5 separate regions of the Mus musculus genome follow, and regions 1, 2, 3 and 5 are each linked to region 4. A link is a contact called in public ChIA-PET and HiChIP or PLAC-seq data. All regions are on one chromosome and are shown on one strand. The core of a region is the stretch at or near the end of the contact, and the rest is flanking DNA. Distances in the headings are between cores, read along the strand shown.

Region 1 (3,132 bases), core at 304-2,803, 210 kb after region 4:
ATGTGAGACTAGTCATGTCCCAGCCATAAAGATGCATACAATGTCAACATTTTGCCTTAAAGAAGGTTATTACTGCCCATCTTTAACCCACAACCAGTTTTTAAATTTTTATTTTATTTTATGTGCATTGGTGTTTTGCCAGCATGTGTATCTGTATGAGGATGTCAGATCTCCCGGAACTAGTTACAGAAAGTTGTGAGCTGCCATATGGGTGCCGGGAATTGAACCTGGGTCCTCTGAAAGAACAGCCAGTGCTCTTAACTGCTGAGGATCTCTGCAGCCCACAACCAGTTTTTGTTTGGTTGGTTCATGGATTCTGTCACAAATTATTGCAGACTTGGTGACTTGAAACAACAGATATACCCCTGGCGGCTTTAGAGATCAGAAGTTTAGCATTAAGGTTGTCTGCAGGCTCGTGCTACCTCCAGAGGCTGGGGAGAATCCATTCTCCCCTTCTTCCTGGTAGCTTCAGGTGTCCTTGGCTTGAGGCCTATCCTGTTGTCTCTCTTCTGTCTTCATATCACCTCCTCTGCTGTGTACATTTGTGTCATCTCATGGGCTGTATCTTTCAACAAATGCTAGCCCGGTGGGAGCCAAGCTATATGCTTAACTAGGCAGCATCTCCATTTTGCATGGAGCTTGTGTTGGGTGGGAATCCTCCTTACACATTTCCTTTCTTCTGGATGCTAGAAGATCTGGTTTCCTGTCAACAGCCAGGTAGGATCAGCTTAGGGCCAGAGGAAAAATAGATCTGAGGGTTGGACCATGCTCCTGGGATGGGTCCTAGCTCAGATGATGTCCTGAGCATGGCATGAGGGAAACTCTCTGATAGTTGGTCATCTGGATGGACAGATGTTTGGCAGTGGAATCTCTGGCTGAGCACCTCATGGAGCTAAGAGCAAGCTATAGGCATGCAGCTAATGTAAAGAGAGCCTAGCCTCCTACTGAATACGAGAAGGCCCAGGGTAGAAGCTTGAGCCTAAAGAGTAACAGGAACCCCAGTCCAGGGTCATGGTCATAACACTGATGTCATTTTGAGTGTCCTTGGCCTAGATCCTTATCCTCTGGTCTCCTGGGAGGGGGTCACCAGCAGAGCTGGTAAACAAGCTGTGCAGATTGGGGGGTGAGCGGCAGGTGATGGCACCATCCCTGACACCATCCCACGTGTAGACCTGTTACAGTGAAAAGCAGGTTTATCTCTTTAAACATGTGCTTGTGTATAGATTTTTGAGTCAGTTTTGGCTGTAATTTTAACTTGCTGAAATACCTTGAAATCTCTATTTTTTTCTAACTAACTGGCCCCCCCCCCTTTTACTGTGTATTTGTTATTTATTACTTCTTTAAAAACAGCTTGATGAAAATGTTGACTGAGGAACACTGCAAAACCCTGTCCCAAGAGCATGCTCTCCAGGGATGTTGGTGCCCTCAGGTGGAACCATTTCTTCTCTCCACAGCCCACCCGGCGAAATCCTCACTGGTCCAGGGTTTCCCTGTGAGTGGCTGTCTAGTACTGTGCTGTACCCAGAGTCTAGTAGTCATGTGACAGTGCCCTGACCTGAGTCTGAGAAAAAGGTTCTTGGTTAGCCACTGTGCTGAAAGGTCCTTCATTGGTGTCTGTGGTTTTAAATTCTGAGCCTATTTCCTGTCACATAATTAGTGTTTCCGTTGCTTTGACAAAAACACCCTGACTGAAACAAGTTCGGGAGGAAATGGCTTTTTTGGCCGACACTTCCACATCACTATTCATCATCGAAGGAAGTAAGGACAGGAACTCAAACAGGGCAGGACCTGGAGGAAGAGCTGATGCAGAATGCCATGGAGGGGTGCTGCTTACTGGCTTGCTCCTTGTGATTTTCCCAACCTTTCTTACAGAACATAGGTTCACCAATCCAGGGATGACACCAAACACAATTGGCTGGGCCCTCCCCCACCAATCACTAAGAAAATACCTGAAGCCAGATCTTAAGGAGGCATTTTCTCAGTTGAGGTTCTCTCAGATGTAGAGTCAAGTTGACAGAAAACTGCCCAGCACAGGTAGTGAGTGTTTTGTTTTTTTAAAGGAGGGGCAGGAATTCTGTGCTCAGATGTAGTAAGCTCTGTGTGTGTGTGTGTCACACACACTTGTGGAAAGCTAGATGACAGCCTCAGATGTCACCCCCAGAGCTGTCACCTCCTTTGAGATAAGGCCTCTCACTGGTCTGGGGTGAATGACCAGAAAGCTCCAGGGATTGGAATCCTCCTGTTTCTGCCTCCCTGCTGCTGGGATTACACGTTTGTGTTAACACATCTGCCATTGGTATGTGGGTACTGGAGGTCCAACTCGGGTCTTCATGCTTGCAAGACAAGCACTTTACCAATGGCCCCCTCAACCCCCGGCTCCCAGTCTCTCTTTAAGGGCTCACCTCTGCTAAAGGCTGGTCCTCCAGGTCCGTGCGTTCTATAGAGAGCTCATAGCCGTTGAGTATGGCTACTGCTCAGATGGTGTAGGCGTGCCACTCAGTGGTGAGTATAGTCAGAGTGTAAAGGGAAGGAAATGCGGGTCCCTGTGTGCGGTCCTGTCGACAGGAATGAGTCAAGAGTTTGTCAGTTTACACCGCCCCTCCAGGTGAGGACTGAAAAGACTGAGATTGCCTCAGCGTTGCACGTGGGGTGTACCACGTGGCAGAAAGGGCACAGCGATCGAGGGTCCTGAGCAAGTCCTGACCTCAGCGCTGACAAAACATGCAGTGCTATCAGAAAACCATAGATGCCATGCTGTGTGTCCAAAGGCCAGGTTTTCATACCACAGCACCTGAAGCAGGGGAGCCCCAAGTGGGAGCTGGGTCGTGACTGGCCTTTCCCTGTCACTGGGCCGAGTTGGCCAAGCATTGGCTTACTTCCCAGCTTTACTGGGTAGGAGATTTATACAGCAGGCCAGAGGAAGCCTTCCTTCCTCTCTGCCTGGCTTTCTTCTGTAGTTCTCTGTCAGGATTCAGTGTTATATTAATTTAAAACAAGCAAAGAGACTCTTTGTCTGGGGGTGATTTTGTCCATCTTTAGAAGAATATTTTTAAAAGTAGGCCTTCTAGACCAGAGAAAAGAATAATTTAAAATGTTAATGAAGAAGCACCTTTTCCCATTATGAAAGAGCTG
Region 2 (2,886 bases), core at 243-2,742, 150 kb after region 4:
AACCTGAGCAGAGATTCAGCTGGTTAAGTGCTGTCCTGAAGGAATGGAGACCTGAGTATGAATCTCCATGGCCCACATAAAAAGGGGAGTGCACACAAGAGTGGGGCTTTCTGGTCAGCTGGTCTACCACTTCACTGAGCTCCTTGTTCAGTGAGAGATACTATCTCAAAAATAAGGTGGACAGTGACAGAGAAACACAACTAACTCTGCATCTGGCATCTGTATGCTCACCTACACAAACATGGGTACTCATATAAGGCACATAATATATAGACAGAATTGTGAACACTGTGTGATGCTCTGTTGTCTATTTTTTTTTTTTTGCTATTTAAAATATACTTCCTTATATGTCCATATGATTCTCATATCTACCATTTTTAATGCTGAAATGGTGAACCAAACTAACAATTATGTCCATATTACCAATTATGGGATTTTTACATAATACTGGGCCCATTGCTGTTTGCTGCTATTGTCAAAACATATGGACTAGCTACAAACACCTTTGTGCAAAGAAGCATTTCCTCCAACTAATTCCGTGGAAATTTTCAAGCAAGGGATTATTAGGACCATGAAAGTGATCAATTTGATGGCTCTTATGTGACCTACATTCTTTCCAGAAAGTTCTCTAATATTGAAAACACCTATATTATTCAGTGTCTTAGGGCTTTTATTTCTGTGAAGAGATACCATGACCATAACAACTTTTACAAAGAAAACATTTACTTGGGGCTGGCTTACAGTTTCAGAGGTTTAGTCCATTATCATCATGGCAGGAAACATGGCACTGTGCAGGCAGATATGGTGCTGGAGAAGCAGCTGAGAGTTCTATAGTCAAATCAGCAGGCAGCAGGAAGTGAACTGAGACACACTGAATCCTCAGAGCCCACCCCTAGTACTACACTCCTCCAACAAGGCTACACTGCCTGATCAAGCATTGACCAAGCATTCAAACACACGAGCCTCTGGGGAGGGGGGGCATTCCTGCTCAAACCACCACATTTGTAAAATTGTCTTAACATAACTCCATCAAAACTAAATTCCTAACAATACTGGCTTCTAATTGACTGGAAATATGATGAGAGCAAAAAATAATCAGACACTGAATACCTTTATTTGTGCAAGCTGACCATTATCAATATTTATTTACTCTGTACTTTAAAACTCTCTCTGATATTATCTCTGCCTTATAGGTTTTCAGTAGTCCCTATCACTTCCTGACTCCGGAAGTTGTAGCTTATCACATAAGCTGTGAACTATTTCCTTCCTGTTCCCTTTCTTTTCTGTTTTTATTTTATTTTTTCCTTCCTCTCTTTTCTAGAGGCAGGCCAAGTGTAAGAGGCCCCAGACCTTAGCACAGCTGACACCATGACAGAGGCACCATTCAGGCCTTGGAGCCCAGCATGAAGACAGCAACAGCTGCCAGAATAGCAAAGACCTAATCCAACCAAGCTCTTACTTCTGGGAAGGTCTCTAAATGTACTAACCTTGCTTTCTGGTTTCTGTAGTTCTGCTTCTGGCTAACCCTTCTTGCTAACCGAGGCATGTTAACTGAGGATGTGGTTTTATGCTTAGAAGCTTACCTTGAGAAAGGCTGGGGACTTCACTGGGTCCCAAATACCCAGTGTAGTCACCGCTAGGCTAATAATGACTTTCTATTGGCTTGAGCCATTGTCTGAGTAGTCACACCACCAGTGACATCAAAAAGATTTAAAAAACTATTTGTCAGGACACATGAAGATGTATATGCTTCTGCCCAGCTAGGAATACCTGTGTGCTAGGACCCACACCTTAACATGTGCTTTAGGTTAGAAGAAGCAGGTGCAGATGCCCACAGAAATGGCATGACTTAAAATCCAGGGCTGACAAAGTAGACCCTTGAGACGAAAGGCAAGGAGAATAAGAAAGGGGTATTTCCGGGCAAGAAGCCATCCTTGGGCCTGGATAGTGTCTCCAGGTAAGCATCTTTCAGACCACACAGGTGAGCCAGTTTTTCATCAAAGCATTCCTGGAAAGGCATTTAAACATGAATGTCTGAAAAGCACATATGAAGACACAAATTATGGCTTGGCGAGAGGTTGGCTCCTACCCAAAGAGGGGGAAAAAGAATAAAGCCCCACCCTAATTAACTGCTCCTTAGCCATCGCCTTTTGAGCAGTTGTTCGTTTCCCTTGTTTCCTGAATCATTTATAATGGCCCAGCAGAGGGTCATGAAGGGTTCAGTCTTTAAGCTTGGACTCTAGAATAGACACAGAAGTTGTCTGGGCCAGAGGTGATATTTCTTTTAGCAGGGGAGGAAAACAAACAAACAAATCAAAGCTAAGATCTGGAAAACATGCAAATAACCATGATAATTACCAACAGTGTGTACAATAAAGGACACAGGCCCGTGTAGGAAGAAGGAACTTGAAGGTGGAGCTAGTTAACATAAGATAACCTTTTGGATTTGGGTTGAGACAAAGATCAGGGAAGAAGAGGCCAGGAAGAGGGAGCAAATCCTAGGCTCCCTGGGACAAGAAAGAAGTCTTCAAGAAACCCAATGACAAGAAGAAAGTGAGCTCAGAGACGCAGGCAGGGGCATGTCAAGTGGATGCTTTCAGATTCTCCAAGAAGCTGGAAGTTAGACATGATGGAAATATGATTGAGTATAACAGGATTTCAAACACTACTCAGCAGGGCATGGTGGCACATGCCTTTAATCCCACTACCCTACATAAAGAGGCAGGCAGATCTCTGTGATTTGGAAGCCAGCCTGGTCTACATAGTGAGTTCCAGGCCAGCTAGAGTTACCTAGTGAGGCCCTGTCTCAACAAACAAACAAATTAAACAAAACAAAAATAAATAAACAACGCACTGCTTTATTATTTATAAACAACTTCCTGTTTG
Region 3 (2,996 bases), core at 27-2,526, 230 kb after region 4:
GGGCTGGGTGTTTAGAGTGTAAGCTGTTTGTCTTAGAAGTGGATGAGTTTCTTTATCCTGAGGTGAAATGAGACTTTTAAATCATCTCAAAATCTCTCATCACCAGACCCTCTGGAGACGACACCAAGGGTGAGTGTGTGGGAATATTTTAAAATTTTATTCATATATTTGGGAAAGTAGGGAAGGTGGAACTGTTACCAGGACTGGGTAGGAATCATTGATCATGTAATTCCCTACTTGGACAAATTTTGAAAACAAGTAAAGAAGCACAAATTTAATACTAAAGAAACAGGAATCTCTCTCTCTCTCTCTCTCTCTCTCTCTCTCTCTCTCTCTCTCTCTCTCTGTGTGTGTGTGTGTGTGTGTGTGTACATAAGTGAAATCTGCCCTCAGGGTTACAGGATGGTAAAAAGTTCTGTTTACTCTGGTGAAGACCTTAAGAAAGCTGCTCTTTAAAGGTGGGTGGAGAGGAAAGACTTCAGTATCAACAGACAAGAGTTGGAGACTTTGAGTCCAGATGACATGATGTAATAAGACATGTTTAAAGGACAGAAACAGAAAAGAAGCAAAGTGTCTGTGTCCAGGCAGCCGCCTGTATGTAGATATTGGACAGGCGTTTACGAGCTCCTCTGGGAATGGTTACTTTACTTTTCTATAGGATTGTGACTGGCTGGTGGGATGTAGGAGAACTGAGAAGGCAAAAGAGACTTGCCTTGCTCTTGTTTTCTGGGCTTCTGATGAGAACAGGAAGAGAGAGGGGGTGGTTTCAGTAAGAAAGGATCATAGGCAGGCTGGTGACGGGAGTCATTCTAGTTCAAAAGTCCCGCCTGAGGCTGAGAGCAGAAGTTCAGAGGTAGGGAAGTTTATAAGAACATGATTTCTGAAGCTCAGTGAACTTGAGAGCCCGGGTTCGAATGGGGTGTGGTGGGTTGCTATGGTGAAGTCCATGGGGACTGAGTTAGGGAACTCAAAGGAATAGAAAACAGGAAAGTGATACTTGTAAGTCAGACTTGCCCAAGTAACTGCTCCAGTTTGGGGAGAGAACAGAACAGCAACCTGACAGCTTGAGGTCATGTTCTGTGCTATTTATTTGCAGTTTGTTGAGTTTTCTCTCCCTAAGGAAATAACTGTGGCTCACATGTAGACAGTGCTGGGGAAGAAGGCACATGACAGCAGCATCAGAGGGAACTAGTGAGCAGTTCTGCAGCATCAAGGCCCAGAGACGTGTCCCATTGCTGAGGTAGAACCAGATCCCTGAGGCAGCCCACAGCCAGGGCTCCGTGCCAGCAGTCAGAAAATGCGGTTGTTGGGTTCACCAGCATCCTGTAAATGAACAGTACTGACACCAAAGGAGCCTGGTGGCAGAGCCCAGTCGCTTCCAGTGGAAGGTACCTCAGCACTCACGCCTCTGGGGTTATTCTATACTGTATATACAAAAGGAAAGAAAGGAAAGAAAAACAGCAGCTTGTGTTGTATACTCCCAGGAGATCCTAGGCTACAAAGTAAGAGCCTGTCTGAAAAGGAAAGGAAAAAAAAAAAGGATTTATCTCAAGTCATTAAGGCCATAACCAGTTTGATCAGATTAACCCAGCCACTCTTGCACCTCAGGTATATAGAATGGTGTGCATGTTGAGAACATGCTGTAGCTGTCCTCAGAAAGCCCCTTCCTACTGGATTGATGCCGCACCTAGAAGCTGGAGGGAATGTGTAGCCAGCGGGCGTCGGTTTCTTTCAGCCCACCACGTTGCCATCTCTGTGCAGGATTGAAAACATGATGCTTGGGCTCAGTATGGTGAAACCGGTGCTTCAGCTTGGCATGCGTAAATTTCATCACACTTTAGTAATTCAGATAAATGGCACACAGAGCGGGATGCTTGCCAGTTATTGGTCTGTGTTCGCTCTGCCCTTCTCACAGTTGGCTGATTCTTCAGGGCACATGTGCATAGATACAGAGTTTCAGAGGATGGCCTGAGGCTGGTCCAAACTACAGCCCAGCACTGTAGGAACCAGGCTAGTGCCCCAGTGAAGGACACACATTGCTGTCAGTGGAATCTGCAGAGAGACACTTAGCTTTTGTTTATCAGGCAATGCAAGCATTTTCTCTTCGATTGAAAGAGAAGAGTGATCATAAACCATGGGTTCTTAGTACAGGCCGTCTACTTTCAAACTCATCTAGCCTTCAAGAAAAGCAATGCTTCTTTGGTTAAATAAGTTGAGGTCTTTGTGTGTGGAGCTGAGAGATGGAGACCATCAATGGTGAATATACTTGGATAAATACGGAATGCAGGGGATCATCCTTGGCTTGTGATGGTCAGCCAGAGCGTTGAGAAGGCCAGGCTCAGCACAAGGGACAGTGTGTCAAGACTGGTGAAATAGCTGAGCTGTACCTAAGCAGCCCATCTGTGCTTTTAAAATGCATGTGCCTCTGTTCACTCTGTTAGGAGCGTGTCATAGGAGTAACTCACAGATGAGAGGGCTGCAGACACAGAACATACAGAACGTTTGAGAAATCAAGAAGACATTGTCTGAAGTTTGTCCTCTTTGCCAGCCATTTCTTGATGTGATTAGTGGGGACGACACTTAGAGAACAGGGCCACTGACAACCAAGAGGAAGTGTGTGGGCACTGTTTGTTTGTAATCCAAAAAGTACTGAAAAATCGAGAGAGAAAAGTGAAATGACCCAGAACCCATCCCTTGCCCTAGAAATCTGCATCTGTGTATCCAGGCTTACAGCAGTGTTTCCTCATGGGGCTAGAACTCTGTACGTTCGTTTACGACCTATTTTGAACACACTAAGAAAGCACTGTAGATTTCGGGTTGTTGATTATAGTTTTATATCACAATTTTTCATTATTTAAAGAATACTTTATTAGTTTCTGTAATCAAATCCATGGAGACAAGACCTGACATGTTTAATACAGCGCATCACCCCTTTAAAAATGAGGAAAATGAATGTCAGTGTTTCTAGATCAGTATGGCTGCTCATTTATGTGCAA
Region 4 (3,043 bases), core at 410-2,909:
GAAAATGGTTTATTTCCACTCACAATTCCAGGTTGCAGGTTCCTCACTGTGGGGAAGTCAAGGCAGCAGGAACTTAAAATAGTGAGTCATATTATATCTATAGTCAAGAGCCGAGAGGAATGGATTAATGCATGGATGCTTGTGTTCATCTCCGTTTCTCCACTCACACAATTCAAGATCCTTTTGAATAGGAAATGGTGCCACCTTTAGTGGACAAGTCTTCTCACATCAATTAATATAATCATGATAACCCCCCAAGACAGGCTCACAGGCCAATGCAAAAGTAACTTTTATTCTCCTTTTAAAAGTGTTGTCTTGGAGGTTTACTGACTGTCTACTACCTAGACCTAGTCCTGGAAGCTTCTAGCCTCCTTACAATTTAATCTAGGCCTAGAATGTTTTCAGTCTTTGAGACTTACTGCTAAATAAACTCACCTTCCCTCTTTTGTTCTCTCTGAACTCTGGCTGATTTGACTCAGCTGCTCTGGTGAGAACTCCTCTCCCACCTGACTTATTCAATCTGGTTTTTCTCTCAGCCTCTGAATTGTTCTGCTTGGCCTCAACTAACTCTCACAATCTCTTCTAATCTTCTGGCTCCTTCTCATTCTCTTGCTTGTTCTGTCTGCCTGTGTCTAGCTTGTTCTCTCTTCCATCTGTCTCTGTAAAACTCTCCTGGTAAAACTGCCTCCTTCTCCTTCTCTGTGCTGCTCCACTCTCCCTCTCAACTCAATTGTCCTCCTCTCCAGGAACTCTACTGTATCCTGTATTGTACTCTCTTCTTCCTATGCTGTCTGTCTCTTCCTTGAGTAGTTTTCCTTTCCTCTCCTCAGGAGAGTTGGACATATCCTATTCTGTCAGATCTTTCTCTGATTTTTGTCACTTTGTCTGCTACTCAATTAGACATCACTTTCAAACATGGCTGCTTCCGTCTACAAAATAACTTTACCTTCATTGTTTGGGATTAAAGGTGAGTACCAATGTTGTGTCTGTATTCTGGCCAGAGGGAATAAAGAGGTGTGCTTAAGGCGAGTCACACCCTAACTAGAAACAGGTTCAATTATACTGTAACAAGCCAAACTGATGTAGATAATCCCCTGCTCAGTCTCTTCTCTGGTGATTCTAAATTGTGACAAGTTGATAATAGAACTAATTATCATACTTTGTTAGTTTTGAGACAGGCTCTCAGGTAGCTCAGGCTGGCCTTGTACTTCCTATGTAATTGGGATGACCTTGAACTCCTGATCCTTCCTATACCGGGATCTGAGGTATGTGATACCACACCAGGTTTTATTTGGTGCTAGGGATCAAGCCCAGGACTTCCTTCGTACATGCTAGGCAAGTATTTTACCACCTAAGCTTAATTTTCTGTCCATACTGTGTCCTTCTAGTAGGAATACTCTTAGGTATCAAATATCTTGACTCAAAATGAGAGGCCATTTTGAATTGATCCATTTTTGAGGAATGCTACCTAGGGGATATGTTCCTCTCTACAGTCCTGAAAGAGACTCCAGCTCACATCTACCTTCTAAACATCAGAGGCAATAACTCTCATACTCAGGAGGCCAACTATAGAATGTTATCATCGGTAATCACTTATCACTGTAGACTTCAGTACAATCAACTGCTTTTGCAAGCCTTTGGCTGTGAGCGCCTGAGCACAACAGGATGTGGTTAGGCGGTTGAAGCTCAGAGATCTGAAGAGCCCTATTGGGCAAGACAGAAGAAGGTATCTGAAAATCCCCACCTATAATATGCAAGTTTTGCTGACAGTGTTAGGAAATTCAGTTTCATTAAATATATATTTAGTTAATGCCTACCATGTACAATACATTGTGCTTCATGCATAAGGGACAATGGTTGCTTGCAGTGAGGGTGCAGTACTCTACAGGCTTAGACTGAAATAAACCCAATCTAAGCTCCACTCTGGAAGGACTTTGGTTTTCCCACTCTGACAATTGAATAGATTTGAGTTATTATCTAGGGTTCACTTCTGTCAGGCCACCTGAAGGAGTACCTAGGAGGGTTCTTAAACAAAGCATTTGCTATGAAAAGACTGAAGCAAATGATATACCAGAAAGAACTGTGTCCATTGGCACACAGCTCACATAGATGTCTCCAAGCACACAATTCTAAAAGACATGAATTGGGTTCTGAGGAATGATTCCACCTCCTTGTCATTTGGGCACTAGTGGAAACCCATGTAAAGACGAGGTCTGAGTTCAGAGGCTGGGAATTGGCAATATCTCCCAAGGTGCTAGTTGCGACTCTTTTTTTTCTCTCTGGGCTGAGAAGCTGCATCTCATTCTCTCTGCATTTTTCAGCAGTAAGAGCAGCTGTGGATGCATTTCTTGCACAAGTGCCCTGAGCTACCTGTGCTTTTATTAAAAAGACGGGAGGAAAGAATGTGATGAAAGAAGCCACTTCCCACACCCGGTGCTTGATATAAAGGCAGATCCTGCTTTTGAAAGATCCTGGCAGAATGTAAAAGGACACAGAAGCCCTGAAATTGGCAAGATAGACGTCAGTGTTAGCAGAACTAGCTTCGCTGATTTAGAAAAATAGAGGTGCACAATGATCTGGCCACTCCTTGAACCTGTGTGTCTGCCAATGTTCTGACCAGGTGTGTGCCCATTGCTGCACCTTCATTAGACTCTTTCCTTGTACCCCTCCCATACCCATTTCTTGAAAATAGACATTGTTTAGATCTGGAAATCCCCTAATCTCCCCCTTCTCCTTTCCCCCCTGAGGGCCTATAAAAACTGGGAATTCTTTCCCCTCGACTCCTCTACCCCTGCGTGGGATATGAGTCGTCCCCAGAGCTCTGGCTTTCCCGAATAAAGCCTCATGTGGTTTGCAACAAGCTCGGTCTGTCAGGTCTGTCGTGAGTTCTTGGGTGTCCACTATTGTCCTGAGGCCTGAGCGAGGGGCTCCTCTTGGAGTCTTTCACTTTGAGCAGAATCAGACTCTAAGTATTCCCATGTAAACTGTTCAATGTTCTGTGGCTTGTTTTCTATCATAGCCTCTGATGCTAGCCCTGACACAG
Region 5 (2,907 bases), core at 368-2,867, 180 kb after region 4:
AGGGCTTTCTCACTTGTTCACAACATCAGCAAATCTTCTTGTGGAGACAGAATCCCTTTAAAGCTATCCGGAGGAAGAGTTGTGGGGTTTTCCTGTTTTTTTGTTTTTATTTATTTTTTTCAAAAGTAAGTAAAGAGAAAAAAACAGAACAGAGTCTTGCTGGGAGTTGGTTAATTTGTCATTTAATCATTTTGCCTCTTATTGGTCCACTAATTACGTGAAGAAGCTATTATGCTGCAGATGCCAAAAATGAGACTCCTCTCAAAGAAATTATTAACAATGGAGTGACTTAGTACCATCTGCTCCAGGTTTCAGGAAGAGATCGGACATGGAATTCCTCAGTGTCACCTTCTCTTGTCCTCAGTTTCCTCGTCCATCACATGAGGATCATTTACTGAATAGCAGCAAATTTCTCAAAAGAGCACTGCGGAAAAGACAAAGAAAAAAAAGTCAGCAAAAGAGACTGGTATTTTTAAACTACAGGGGAAATGTACTGAGCAGGAAAGATAACACAGACCTTGAGCGCCTAAGGAAGCCAAGGCTGCTTCGCTTAAACTTACTTCTTAGAAGATTAGATTTGCTGAGGGGGAGGGATGAGTTTCTTACCAAAATCATTAAAGAAAATGATTCTGAACATGTCTTAAAACAGAGTTCTCAGTAAACAGGAATTGCCTATAAAGAAAATCAGGAAGGCAAAATGTTTCTTTTTATGAAGTTACATCCTGCCATAGAAAAGCTGAATCGGAAATAAAGACTGCAGACCAACCCGGCTATTATTTCGTCAAGGAAAATCTGAGCAAAAAGCTCAGCTCAGCCACCAGCGAAAACAAGAAAACCAAGAGAAGTTTGAATGCCCCAAGGAGCCAGACGAGCAATGGCCACTGGTAAACAGCTAGGGAAAAGCACAAGCAATCTCTACTGGGTGGTTTTGGGACTCTTTGTTGCAGGCCCCTTGAATTTCAGTCATACTTCTCTTTCACTTTTCCTGGGGTAGGTGTGGGGGGGGGGGCGGGGAGCATATTTGGGTACCCAAGAAAATGAGACTAACAAGTCATTAATTTCTTACTATTTGTTGTGCGTTTGCTGGTCCTAGCTTTCCCAGTTTCTGCAATGGTACTTCTCTACTTTGCTCCTCACTTCCCTAATTTGCCATCGCCATTCTTAACACCTTTCCATTTTATCCTCCCACTCTCAAAGGCGAGGCTATCTCTTTGGAGAAATAGGTTCCCATGGCTGTGAGGCTGGAGTGGCAGGTGCCAGTCTCCACTGGCAAAGTGGAAAGCAGCTCATTCCCTGCGCACTCTCCTGCCCACCTCACCAACTCGCAACTCCACACGATCCTCAGACACACAACTCTTCCTTCTCCGCCAACCTCGCATCCTCTCACACACCCTGTGGCCGTGCGCACCGCAGGCTGCCCGCCACCACTGTAAAGCTCAACCCACTCGGCGGCCCCACCCATGGCCGTCCCGCCTCCGACGCATTCACCAATGGCTGCCGGCGCTCAGCCCTCAGCGGGCCCTTTGATAGGGCAGAAAGACCTGACAGTCTCAGGGCGTGTCCCGCCCCCTCTCGAACCCCTCGGGATCCGGAGCAGCCCGAGCATCAGCGAGAGTAGCTGCGAGAAGCCGCGGCGGTGGCGGCGGCGCGTCGGTGCAGTTGCGCCATCTGTCAGGAGCGCAGCCGGCGGGGAGGGGGCTCCGCAGAGAGGAGGAGGGGTCGCCGTGCGCCGGGCCTCCGAGACCCGCCCGCTGGTCAAGAGCTCAGCGAGGCCGCCTCTAGCCGGAGCGTTTCGAGGACTCCCCGGGCACACACAAAGCCGCCACCCGCGCCAGGGAGGGACCGGGCTGCCGGGCCGGGGACACCGGCGCCGCCCCCTCGGCGCTTCGCGAGGCCCACGAGCTCCTGGGCCCCGCCGCGGAGCCGCGGGAGCCGCCTGGGCCGCGCCGGAGGAGGGCGGGGAGAGGACCATGTGAATGTGCTCCGGAGCTGAGCGCCAAGCCAAGCAGGTAAGCGACAGGGGATGCGCGGAGCCTCGGGATGCTGCGGAGACGCCCGGCCCAGCGCCCCCGCACGGGCTGCTCCCGCTGCGGTCCCGCCGCGCAGCCTCCAGGGCGCCCCGCGACGCAGGACACTGATGCGGGGTGCCGCCCCGAGGCTGCGCAGGCACCGGGGTGTCTTTCCTCGGCCGCCGGCGGGTGCCGGGTGGAAAATAGGAATTGGCTTGGGGGTGAGGTTGGCCCAGCTCCGCCCCCGCCCTCCTTTCGCGGCCCCCCGCGGGGACCAGGGCTGTGTGTGTTGTTTTAATGTCAGGGATGATGTAATCACTTAATAATTGATGCCCCGTGCTGCTTTCCTCCCCACCCAACCCCTGCCCCACTCCTCCACCTCTCGGCTTCCTCCCTCGGTGGCCCTTGCCGTTCCCCAGCGCATCCTCCTGCCTATTTCTGGAACCTCCCTTGCACTTCCCCCACCCTCCCCTTCACCCTTCCTGTGCTACCACCCACCCACCCTTCCCCTTTCCCCTGTGTCTGGCCTTGCCTCCTCTTCCTCTGTCCCCCCACCCCTTTTGCTCTCTCAAGCTTATTTCTCCTCCCTTCTCGACACGCTGGATTTCCTCCCTACTTCCCTAGGTCGGTAGACGGTTTTGTTTGGTCTCCTCTAGGCTCTCTTATCTTTGAGGCCACAGGGACTGACTGAGCTAGAAAGAGGCCACCAAGCTTGGGCCCAGGAGGCGTTTGCTGGGACTCACTGGGAGGAGGGATAATAAAATCACCCGTTTTGCCCCTCCTTCCTCTAATAAATCAGACTCATTCTGTGTGTGTGTGTGTGTGAGTGTGTGTGTGACACAAAGAGCCCTTTCAGTTCATAGAGGAGAGACACATAAAGTACCCAGGGCACCATGCT

The links. ChIA-PET counts read pairs in DNA pulled down with a chosen protein or histone mark. HiChIP or PLAC-seq counts read pairs in DNA pulled down with a chosen protein or histone mark.
Region 1: a contact with region 4 is called in an RNA polymerase II ChIA-PET map of effector CD8 T cells, with 25 read pairs. The contact joins two enhancer-like sites. A contact is called at or near these places in 2 of 484 Hi-C or Micro-C datasets (CD8 T cells and embryonic stem cells), 4 of 115 datasets of contacts at active chromatin or transcription factors (effector CD8 T cells, embryonic fibroblasts, regulatory T cells and 1 more) and 2 of 9 other capture datasets (adipose tissue and liver).
Region 2: an RNA polymerase II ChIA-PET map of effector CD8 T cells shows a contact between it and region 4, with 8 read pairs. The contact joins two enhancer-like sites. A contact is called at or near these places in 2 of 115 datasets of contacts at active chromatin or transcription factors (effector CD8 T cells and regulatory T cells).
Region 3: a BATF HiChIP or PLAC-seq map of CD8 T cells shows a contact between it and region 4, with 5 read pairs. The contact joins two enhancer-like sites. A contact is called at or near these places in 2 of 484 Hi-C or Micro-C datasets (CD8 T cells and embryonic stem cells), 6 of 115 datasets of contacts at active chromatin or transcription factors (CD8 T cells, effector CD8 T cells, embryonic fibroblasts and 3 more) and 2 of 9 other capture datasets (adipose tissue and liver).
Region 5: a contact with region 4 is called in an RNA polymerase II ChIA-PET map of effector CD8 T cells, with 32 read pairs. The contact joins the promoter of Fyn here to the enhancer-like site in region 4. A contact is called at or near these places in 2 of 39 promoter capture datasets (the C10 cell line and embryonic stem cells), 1 of 15 datasets of contacts at CTCF or cohesin (CD8 T cells), 7 of 484 Hi-C or Micro-C datasets (CD4 T cells, CD8 T cells, ECoMG myeloid progenitors and 3 more), 10 of 115 datasets of contacts at active chromatin or transcription factors (CD8 T cells, the SCID.adh cell line, acute myeloid leukemia and 7 more) and 2 of 9 other capture datasets (adipose tissue and liver).

What each region holds. Positions count from the first base shown.
Region 1 is chr10:39,401,053-39,404,184 of GRCm38.p6, forward strand. The region is part of intron 2 of Fyn (Fyn proto-oncogene); the gene reads left to right. Among named protein-coding and RNA genes, the nearest start is that of Fyn, 33 kb to the left of the region's middle. Within about 2 kb of position 1,554, at least 53 of the 459 cell types and tissues checked have an H3K27ac peak or open chromatin away from gene starts, as enhancers often do. A contact at or near this core is called in CD8 T cells, effector CD8 T cells, regulatory T cells and 1 more, where this site is marked.
Region 2 is chr10:39,338,514-39,341,399 of GRCm38.p6, forward strand. No RefSeq gene overlaps it. Among named protein-coding and RNA genes, the nearest start is that of Gm31616, 30 kb to the right of the region's middle. Within about 2 kb of position 1,493, at least 39 of the 459 cell types and tissues checked have an H3K27ac peak or open chromatin away from gene starts, as enhancers often do. A contact at or near this core is called in effector CD8 T cells and regulatory T cells, where this site is marked.
Region 3 is chr10:39,420,130-39,423,125 of GRCm38.p6, forward strand. All of the region lies in intron 2 of Fyn (Fyn proto-oncogene), which reads left to right. Among named protein-coding and RNA genes, the nearest start is that of Fyn, 52 kb to the left of the region's middle. Within about 2 kb of position 1,277, at least 89 of the 459 cell types and tissues checked have an H3K27ac peak or open chromatin away from gene starts, as enhancers often do. A contact at or near this core is called in CD8 T cells, effector CD8 T cells, regulatory T cells and 2 more, where this site is marked.
Region 4 is chr10:39,191,227-39,194,269 of GRCm38.p6, forward strand. No RefSeq gene overlaps it. Among named protein-coding and RNA genes, the nearest start is that of Ccn6, 29 kb to the left of the region's middle. Within about 2 kb of position 1,660, at least 73 of the 459 cell types and tissues checked have an H3K27ac peak or open chromatin away from gene starts, as enhancers often do. A contact at or near this core is called in CD8 T cells, the SCID.adh cell line, acute myeloid leukemia and 6 more, where this site is marked.
Region 5 is chr10:39,368,182-39,371,088 of GRCm38.p6, forward strand. Fyn (Fyn proto-oncogene) reads left to right here and starts at 1,618. Exons shown (of 14, transcript NM_001122893.1): 1 at 1,618-2,009. Gm31616 (predicted gene, 31616) reads right to left here and starts at 1,431. Exons shown (of 2, transcript NR_168583.1): 1 at 1,314-1,431; 2 at 1-424.